Linked DNA regions of Sus scrofa: region 1 is linked to region 2. Evidence: chromatin contacts called from public Hi-C data. All regions are on one chromosome and are shown on one strand. Each heading gives the region's core, a stretch centred on a gene start, on an enhancer-like site or on the middle of the called end of the contact. The rest is flanking DNA. Distances are from core to core; before and after follow the strand shown. Region 1 holds the start of E2F5 (transcription factor E2F5). Region 2 holds the start of LOC100152714 (carbonic anhydrase 13).

Region 1 (4,132 bases), core at 1,081-3,580, 44 kb before region 2:
CATTGGGAATTACCTGAAACTGCGAAAAATGCAGATTCCTAGGTCCGATTATCAGGTCAAATGCTTATTTGATCACTGAAATTTGGAACAAAGAATCTGCATTTTAAACAAATACCATAGATGATTTTTCTCCTTAAAGTTTGGGGGTCACTGGTGTAAGTGGTTTGTAGATTCCCTGATAGACATAGGATTTTGGAGACAAACTGAAATGGCTGCTAACTTGTGTGTTATAGCTGAAGTCTAAGAAATTTAAACAAAAAATTCATTGTGAAAAACACAAACTAGTGCAAAATAAATTCAAATGATATATTAGCATCATTAATAATTGTTTGGTAGAAAACTTTTCAAAATTGAAATTAAAAAAAAATTTTTTTAATTACCAAAATAGGGAGTTTCTGCTGTGCAGGAACAGTGGGTTACAGATCCAGTGTTGCCACAGCTGTGGCAAAGGTTGCAGCTCCAGTTCAGATTCGATCCCTAGCCTGGGAACTTCCATATGCTGTGACTGTGGCCAAAAAATACAAAACAAAACAAACAAGCAAAATTACTAAATAGTTATGAATGAATACTACATGCTATGTATCTTCCCCAAATGTGTATATTATAAGCACTAGGGCTGTGGGTGTGGCCCTAAACGTGATGGCATTTGGAGAGGAAGCCTTTGGGAGGTATAGGCTTAGACAAGATCACAAGAGTGGGGTCCTCATGATGAGATTAGTGTCCTTATAAGAGACATTATTGGGCTTGCTTGCACTCTTCGCCATGTGAAGACAGAGAGAAGGTGGCCATCTGCAAGCCAGGAAGAGAGCCCTCACTAGAACCTGATTATTCTGGCACCCTGATCTTGAACTTCCTGCCTCCAGAACTGTGAGAAAATAAAATTTCTGTTGTTTAACGGACACTGTCTATGGTATTTTCGTTACACTAGCCCAAGCAAAGACACAGACAAACACACGTTTTTAGGGAGTTCCCATTATGGCTCAGCAGGTTAGGAACCCAACTAGTATCCATGAGGATGAGGGTTAGATCCCTGGCATTGCTTAGCAGGTTAAAGGGTCTGGCGCTGCTGTGAGCTGTGGCATAGGTCACAGTCCAAGCTTGGATCCAGTGTTGCTGTGTCATAGGCTGGCAGCTGCAGCTCCAATTAGACCCCTAGCTTGGGAACTTCCATATGCCCCTGGTGAAGAGGAGAAAAAAAAAAAAAAAGTCTATCTGGTTATTCATAAAGTTCTGTCCTATGAATTGGAAACAAATATTAAACTTAAATGGTGTGTCCAATTTTACTCTCTAATGTTACTGTTTTACTTCATTCCAGTGACCCTTTTTTGCTAGTTTACTGTTATTTTAAATTAGAAATATGTCTTGCATGAGACTTTCTTGATGAATTATCATCATATGGAATTTTCATTCCCCTAATATTTATTGGGCATCTACTATATTAAAAGTGTTGCGTGTGATACCAATTTATTTAGAATTTCTCCCAACCCTCAAGAGTGTGTAATCGAATGAGAAAAAAACTTTTACTCAGATCTGCGTTATCTCATTTCTCATTTTGATAGTTTGGGCTATCAAAAAACATAAAAATCTTACGACTGCCTAATATTCTAAATAATACTACATAGCTTGGTTGCAATACGGTATTAAGAACAATTTTAAATGAAGGAAATCTGGAGTCCAGTGGCGAGTCTTTGGGCGAGTCACAGCCTCTCCCTCTACACCTCAGTACCTCTACCTATACTGCTCCATTATTCTGCTTTTCCCATATCCCGAATCTAAAAAGATGATCGGAATAAAACCTTGCACTTGATCAGAGGCATTGAAATACTTGCAAAGGATTCTAAAGTTGGAAAGGACCAAGACAGCAGAAATCCCCAATGAAGGTATTCAGCGGACGGCTAGTCCCGTGAGGTTGTAGAGATCCAGCAGGTCAGAAATCGATGGCCACCAAGCAGAGTGTTTTCGTTTCATTTTTTTCCTCCAAGCGTTGTAGCGGGAGGTCGCTGGTCCTGGGGGTGGCACTCCAACAGCAGAGAGGCGAGCTGAAACCCACTCCTCGACGCTCCCTTCTGCTCTCCCCTCCTTCCTACAGAAAAATGCGTTTCCAAGCAACGGCGGGCCGCGGCGTCACTTCCTGCCATTTAAACTCAGGTCCCCACCCCTCGCCGCCCCTTCTCCTCGCTTCCACTCCCCCTCCCCTCAGTCGTGGGCTTCCTTCTTGGGTCCAGGGCTCGGGGAGGGGGCGGAGGCCCGGCAAGCCGAGCGGCCCAGAGGCCGGTGGGCCCCGCGCACCTGTTGTTTGCAAGCGCCCGCAACCCTTCGTCCCGCCCTCGGCCGGCGGCGGCTGCAGGGGCGGCGATAGAGGTGGCCCGGAGCAGACCCGGCAGGTGGCCGAGCGCGAGGTCCGCACCACTGCGGTGCGGGGACGCGATGGCGGCGGCCGAGCCCGCAAGCTCTGGGCAGCCGGCACCGGAGGGCCAAGGGCAGGGCCAGCGGCCGCAGCCGCCGCCGTCCCAGGCGCAGCCCCCACCCCCGCAGCAGCCACTCGGGGGCGGCGGGGGCGGCAGCAGCAGGCACGAGAAGAGCCTGGGGCTGCTTACCACCAAGTTCGTGTCGCTGCTGCAGGAGGCCAAGGACGGCGTCCTGGATCTCAAAGCGGTGAGCGTAGGAGGCGGGGAGGGGGCGGACTTCAGATCCTGCGGCCGGGGGAGAAGCCCATCCCCTTGCCGCGTGGGTCGGGGGACGTGGTGTGAACGCTCCGCGCGGGGATCTCACGACCTGAGCGCAGTGGCCACGTGGCCTGCGCCCAGGCCCTGGACTTCGGGATGGGGGGGAGGGACGAGGGACCAGGATGGCCCGGACCAGCCGCTTAACCAATGGGGCCCGGCGCCGCGCCGGGCTCTCGACAAAGAGCCCAGGAGCTCCAGCGCGCGCGCGTGGCTTCTGTCTCGGGGCGCGGAGACCCGAGGACGACTGAGTGCCCTTGCTGCTCCGCGTCCACCTGTGGCAGAGGCACAGAGGGTATCTGGGCGCTTTGCCCAGGACACCGTCGGGATTGATTTTTTCCTGTTGGGCATTGTTGGTTTTAATAGGCGATTCTAGCTTAGACCGTGATCAAGTTGTTTAAACAAGCCAGCAAATAAGCAAACAAAACCCAGTTTTGCCACCTCTCCTGGATGAAACAAAATAAAGTGAACTCTTCATAGCCCTCCCTGTTAAAATAATGGTAGTAATTAAAAGAAAAAACTTCTTCCTTGTATATTTCTTTTTATCATTTTGGTGACTAAGAGGGGTATTTGATTTGTGACTTAGAAGGATCTGATATAGATTTCTAAAAATGAGATTTGCCGTCACACGGAAAGGGGATGTTTTATAACTTTGATGCAAGGAGAAGCGCTCAGCAAACTCCTATTTCATGAGATCTTTTACTGCAGTTGAGTTCGGAATTTTCAAACCACAACATACATCAAAAGCCGTTCCGTTAAATAAAATGACCTAACCGTTCCAGTCAGGGTTTGGAAGGATTCCATAGCGCTGAGAAACAAGAGATGTGATCCCTTGAATTAAAATTCAACCAGCGCACCATGTTTAAGTAAAAACTAAAGCTTTAAAAACAAACAAAAATTACTAATGAATCAGTAATTACTGTAGACGCCTCCTAGGCACTACCCCTAAATCTGGGGTTAACACTGAGAATTGGTCCCAGCACCTATGGAAGTGCCAGGACCACCGTACCTAGCTTGAGAGGATGACTGCAATCCTCAAGGCTATGCTTAGGGTAACAGAAGCACCGTCTGAGTAGGACAGCATCTTCTAGTACTCCTTGACCTGAGACTAAGACTCACAGAGGCCAATTTGATGTCCTTTGCTAGAGGTTCTCATCTGAGGACAGTCTGGGAGGTGAGGTATGTCTTTGAATGTCCTCTCCTTTCCCTGGGTGTAGTAAGTGTTGCGTAAATGACTCCTGAATTACCGAAATTGTTCTACTTCATACAAATAAGGCACGATGCACATATTTTGCATTTGGGGAAAAGTTTCTACTATTTTTTTTGAAGTATTACTCCTGAAATTTTCCTGCACTTTTAGAAATACTTGTTTTCTTTTTTTCCCCACTCCCTCTCCTTCCCTCTCTCCC
Region 2 (4,364 bases), core at 599-3,098:
GAAAATGCAATACAAAAATATGATTTAGTACTGCCTCGTTCAGGGCTGGGTTACTGCTTTAGTCCCTAGGTCTATTTGGTTAGACTATGTCTTGGGACAAACTATACCCATGGACCAAATCAGGTCAGGTACCCACTTTAGTAAATGAAGTTTTATTAGAACACAGCTATGTCCATTGGATTACATATTGTAGGGGCAGCTTTCCTGCTACAACTGTGGACTGCAGAGCCTGAAAGATTTACTTTTTGGTCCTTTTCAGAAAGATTGTTAACTCCTGGCTTAAGCCATATGCATTTAAGTCTATATTGCATAGTGGTAGGAAATGAACCATCCCAGTATTAAAATCCTCCAAAGGGAGTTCCCACTGTTGCACAATGGGATCTGAGGCTTCTTGAGATCAGATCTGAACCAAGCCTGGGGATGAAGGTTCTATCCCCAATCCAGCATAGAGAGTTAAGGATTTGGTGTTGTGGCAGCTGCAGCTTAGGTGGCAACTGCGACTTGGATCTGATCCCTGGCCTGGGAACTCCATATGCCTCTGGGAGGCCAAAAAATAAAATAAAATAAAATAAAATCCTCCAATGGTTCTTCCAAACCACAAGAAGCAATATGCTTTGTCCTGGCTCTAGCATAAATCTGTCAAAGGTATCCCCTGCTCCTTCTCTATATCCACCTGGCCTAGTGCACTAATTATTCTTTGAAAACACTTTGCATGTTCTCCCTTTCTTTCTTTTGCTCACATCCTCTCTATTGACTGAAATGTATACTCTCCTTCAATGGTCAGCCTCAGGAAACTATTTAACAGAGACAGCAACCCCAATAGTGCTTTTGAACCCCCACAGCATTCTAATTAAAAAAAAAAAAGTGAACTGAGTAGAAAACACATGATCATTAAAGAAGCATAAAATACACATAATAAATCATCCCCAAATTAAATAATCCAAAATCCTTCCGATAAGTATCCAAGATCCAACCACTCACCTAGTATTCTTTAATACTACTAGCCAAGTGTGGTCAGAACTGATAATACTACATGTGAAATATACACAAACACAAGAAACATAATGGAAGGTGCTGTTACCAGCAGAATACAAGTAGGATCACAAGAGGGAAAGATCTAGTAGAGTTGGTGACTGGAGGAAATTTCCTGGAGAAGGTGATAGCCTATTTGGTGAGATTTGAGATTTTCTCTGACAACCACTTAGAAAATGATGACATGAGAAAAACCCCCTGTGGCTCAGCCACAACCCACCCGACTACTATCCATGAGGACACGAGTTCAATCCCTGGCCCTGCTCCGTGGGTTAAGGATCCAGTCTTGCCTTGAGCTGTGGCGTAGGTTGCAGGTGTAGCTCGGATCCCCTATTGCTGTGGTGTAGGCCAGCAGTTGCAGCTTCAGTTTCAGCGCCTAGCCTGGGAACTTCCATATGCTGCAGGTGAAGCGCTAAGACAAAAAAAAAAAAAACAGAGAAAACAACCAGACAACCAAAAACTAGTACCCTGCCATGGGCCGAAGGCCCAGCAGGCACGGGGATTCAGGTCTGGGCCTGCAGGCCTGGCCCAGAAGGGCTGCCTGAGCCATCCAGCGGCAGAACCAAGCGACCAAATCACAGCAGCCAAGCCAATCCTGTCCTAACACCCGGAAACCTCCTGCCAGCCCGCTGGAAAATTTCTTTATTAAACTCTCACCAGACTTCCGAAAGCCTCGTGCGGCTGCTCAAGCTCCAAGTGACGCCAACTGCCTGCGCCCGCATCCTGGAAGTTCCGGGGGAGGGAGCCAGTCAAAAGTCCTCATAGCGGTCGTAGTTCCGCCCACCGGGCAACGCCCCGCCCACAGAGCGGAATCCGGGGCCCTGAGATCATCCTTACGCGGAGATAAGCCCCACCCACCGACCTAGCCCCACCCACCGACCGGAGTACAACTCTCCAAGCTCAGCCCATACCCGGAGCGAAGCCCCGCCACCTGGTAAGCTTGGAGCGAAACCCCGCAGTAGGCGTGGTTCCGCCCACCAGCTGGTTCCCACCCCCCTTACGTAGTCCCGCCCACAGAGCCAACCCTGCCGCGGAGCATTCTCTCTTGAATGTCCCAAAGCCTCGCGGGTAGAGCGAGTTCCACCCGCCATGGGAAGTCCTGACCCATTAACATCACTTGCCTTGTGCTGAGCTGAGGACCTCTACTCGGCTGGAACCAAGCGTCGAATTCTCCGAGTGGGTAAATAGAAACCACCCAGGGTGTCTGAGTCTTCCGACCCACGGAGACTATAAGACCATAACCCTGGTAGTCTGTCCTCAGCGGTTTACTGCTAGCTGGTTCTGCCCACCCTCCCAGGAGGTGGCGCTGCGCACCTCTGGGTGGCGCCCAGGGCTTGATTGGGATCTAGAGCTACAATCTCCAAACGGAGAGTCTGTAAAGAGCAAAAAGTTGAAATACTTTTCTCACTGAAGTTTTCTTGCTTTAAAAAGATATGTGTGTATATATATATATATATTTGGTCTTTTAAGGCCGCACCCGCGGCATATGGAAGTTCCCATGCTAGGGGTCAAATCAGAGCTACAGCTCCAGCCTTAGGTGCATCTGCGATCTACTCTGCAGCTTGTGGCAACTGCGGGATCCTTAACCCAATGATCAAGGCCAGGGATGGAACCCCCATCCTCCTGGAGACTATGTCAGGTTCTTAGCCCCCTGAGCCACAACTGGAACTCCTGACATTTTTATATCACTTTTGTAACGTGCTTGAGTTTTGCTCATAGTATCAAAATAAGGCCAGAATACCACTCTCCTTTTGCAAGTGAGAATACTAAGGCTCAGCGTCTAAGCCATTTTCGGGTATCCACACAGCTAGTAACTGACAAAGCCAAACCAAAATCCATGTGGTCTAGCCCTCGGTTAAGTCCTCTTCCCGCCAAGTCAGTCGCCTGCTTGTAGACCGATGAGCCACTTTTACAGTAAATCATTTTATTTATATCAATCACAAAAAGTTAGGGAATACATTAAGGAATGAGGAATAATTACTTGTCAATGTATTTTTATTAAAATTTTGTATTTTTTCCTAAAGACTGATTTTTAAAAACACCTTAAAGTTCTGGTATAAAATGCCCCTAATGCATGGGGGCAGGACCAAAACAACACCAAAGCGACCGAAAAGCATTAGATTCTTTCACAAGGCTAGAGTTATCCACAAATACTGAAGCAAATAAAGCATGTATTATGATTCCGTGAATGTGAAGTTGTTGATATATATGCAGAAGACAAATAGTTGCAATGGAATGACATTATAGTGTCTATGAAAACTTATGGACCTAGCTTTAATCTTGAATAGTTGAGATAGAAATACACACTAGGAAATAACATGGTTGTACAGGCAAGAGCAGTGACATTATATGAGATATGAGTGAGGAGGCATGAATTTTTTTTTTTACTTCTGTCAACAACCAACAGTGTGTTGTGGAAATGTTACTTCATTTCTCTGGGCCTCCCTTTCCCATGTAGATGGCCATTCAGAGAACATTCATTATCTGCTCAGCATTCCTTTCTGGGGAACCACTCTTCTCCCATTAAATGGTCCTGGTTGAGCTAATAAAATTAGTCCTTTTCTGAAGGTTTTCCAACCTGAGCTAATGGAGAATACAGAGTGTTGGTTTTAGGGGAAAAAATCTGAAAAGGCCTTGTAGAAATAAAGCATGGCATAAGCAAGCTGTAAACCCAGAAATGGACTTGCTGTCCTTGTAGGAGTGGAGGTAGACCTGTATGAATAGAGAAGTCTGGGTGTGAAGATACTGTTGAAAATGAGGCTGGTAAGATGAGCTAATGAAGGGCCTTGATAACCAGGCAAGGTTTATTTTATTTTGATTTTTTTAATTTTTAATTTAATTTAATTTAATTTAATTTTTTTATTTTCCCACTGTACAGCAAGGGGGTCAGGTTATCCTTACATGTATACATTACAATTACATTTTTCCCCCCACCCTTTCTTCTGTTGCAACATGAGTATCTAGACAAAGTTCTCAATGCTATTCAGCAGGATCTCCTTGTAAATCTATTCTAAGTTGTGTCTGATAAGCCCAAGCTCCTGATCCCTCCCACTCCCTCCCCCTCCCATCAGGCAGCCACAAGTCTCTTCTCCAAGTCCATGATTTTCTTTTCTGAGGAGATGTTCATCTGTGCTGGATATTAGATTCCAGTTATAAGTGATATCATATGGTATTTGTCTTTGTCTTTCTGGCTCATTTCACTCAGGATGAGATTCTCTAGTTCCATCCATGTTGCTGCAAATGTCATTATGTCATTCCTTTTTATGGCTGAGTAGTATTCCATTGTGTATATATACCACATCTTCCGAATCCAATCCTCTGTCGATGGACAT

The links. A called contact is a pair of places that touch in the nucleus more often than the background predicts.
Region 1: a Hi-C map of skeletal muscle shows a contact between it and region 2, with 2.5 times the contacts expected there. The contact joins the promoter of E2F5 here to the promoter of LOC100152714 in region 2. A contact is called at or near these places in 5 of 47 Hi-C or Micro-C datasets (fetal heart ventricle, liver and skeletal muscle).

The regions. Positions count from the first base shown.
Region 1 is chr4:51,510,815-51,514,946 of Sscrofa11.1, reverse strand. E2F5 (transcription factor E2F5) reads left to right here and starts at 2,330. Exons shown (of 8, transcript XM_005662996.3): 1 at 2,330-2,655. The coding sequence starts at 2,428.
Region 2 is chr4:51,466,455-51,470,818 of Sscrofa11.1, reverse strand. LOC100152714 (carbonic anhydrase 13) reads left to right here and starts at 1,848. Exons shown (of 6, transcript XM_013996643.2): 1 at 1,848-1,966. It overlaps C4H8orf59, which reads right to left and starts at 1,665. Exons shown (of 4, transcript XM_005662997.3): 1 at 1,323-1,665. The coding sequence starts at 1,427.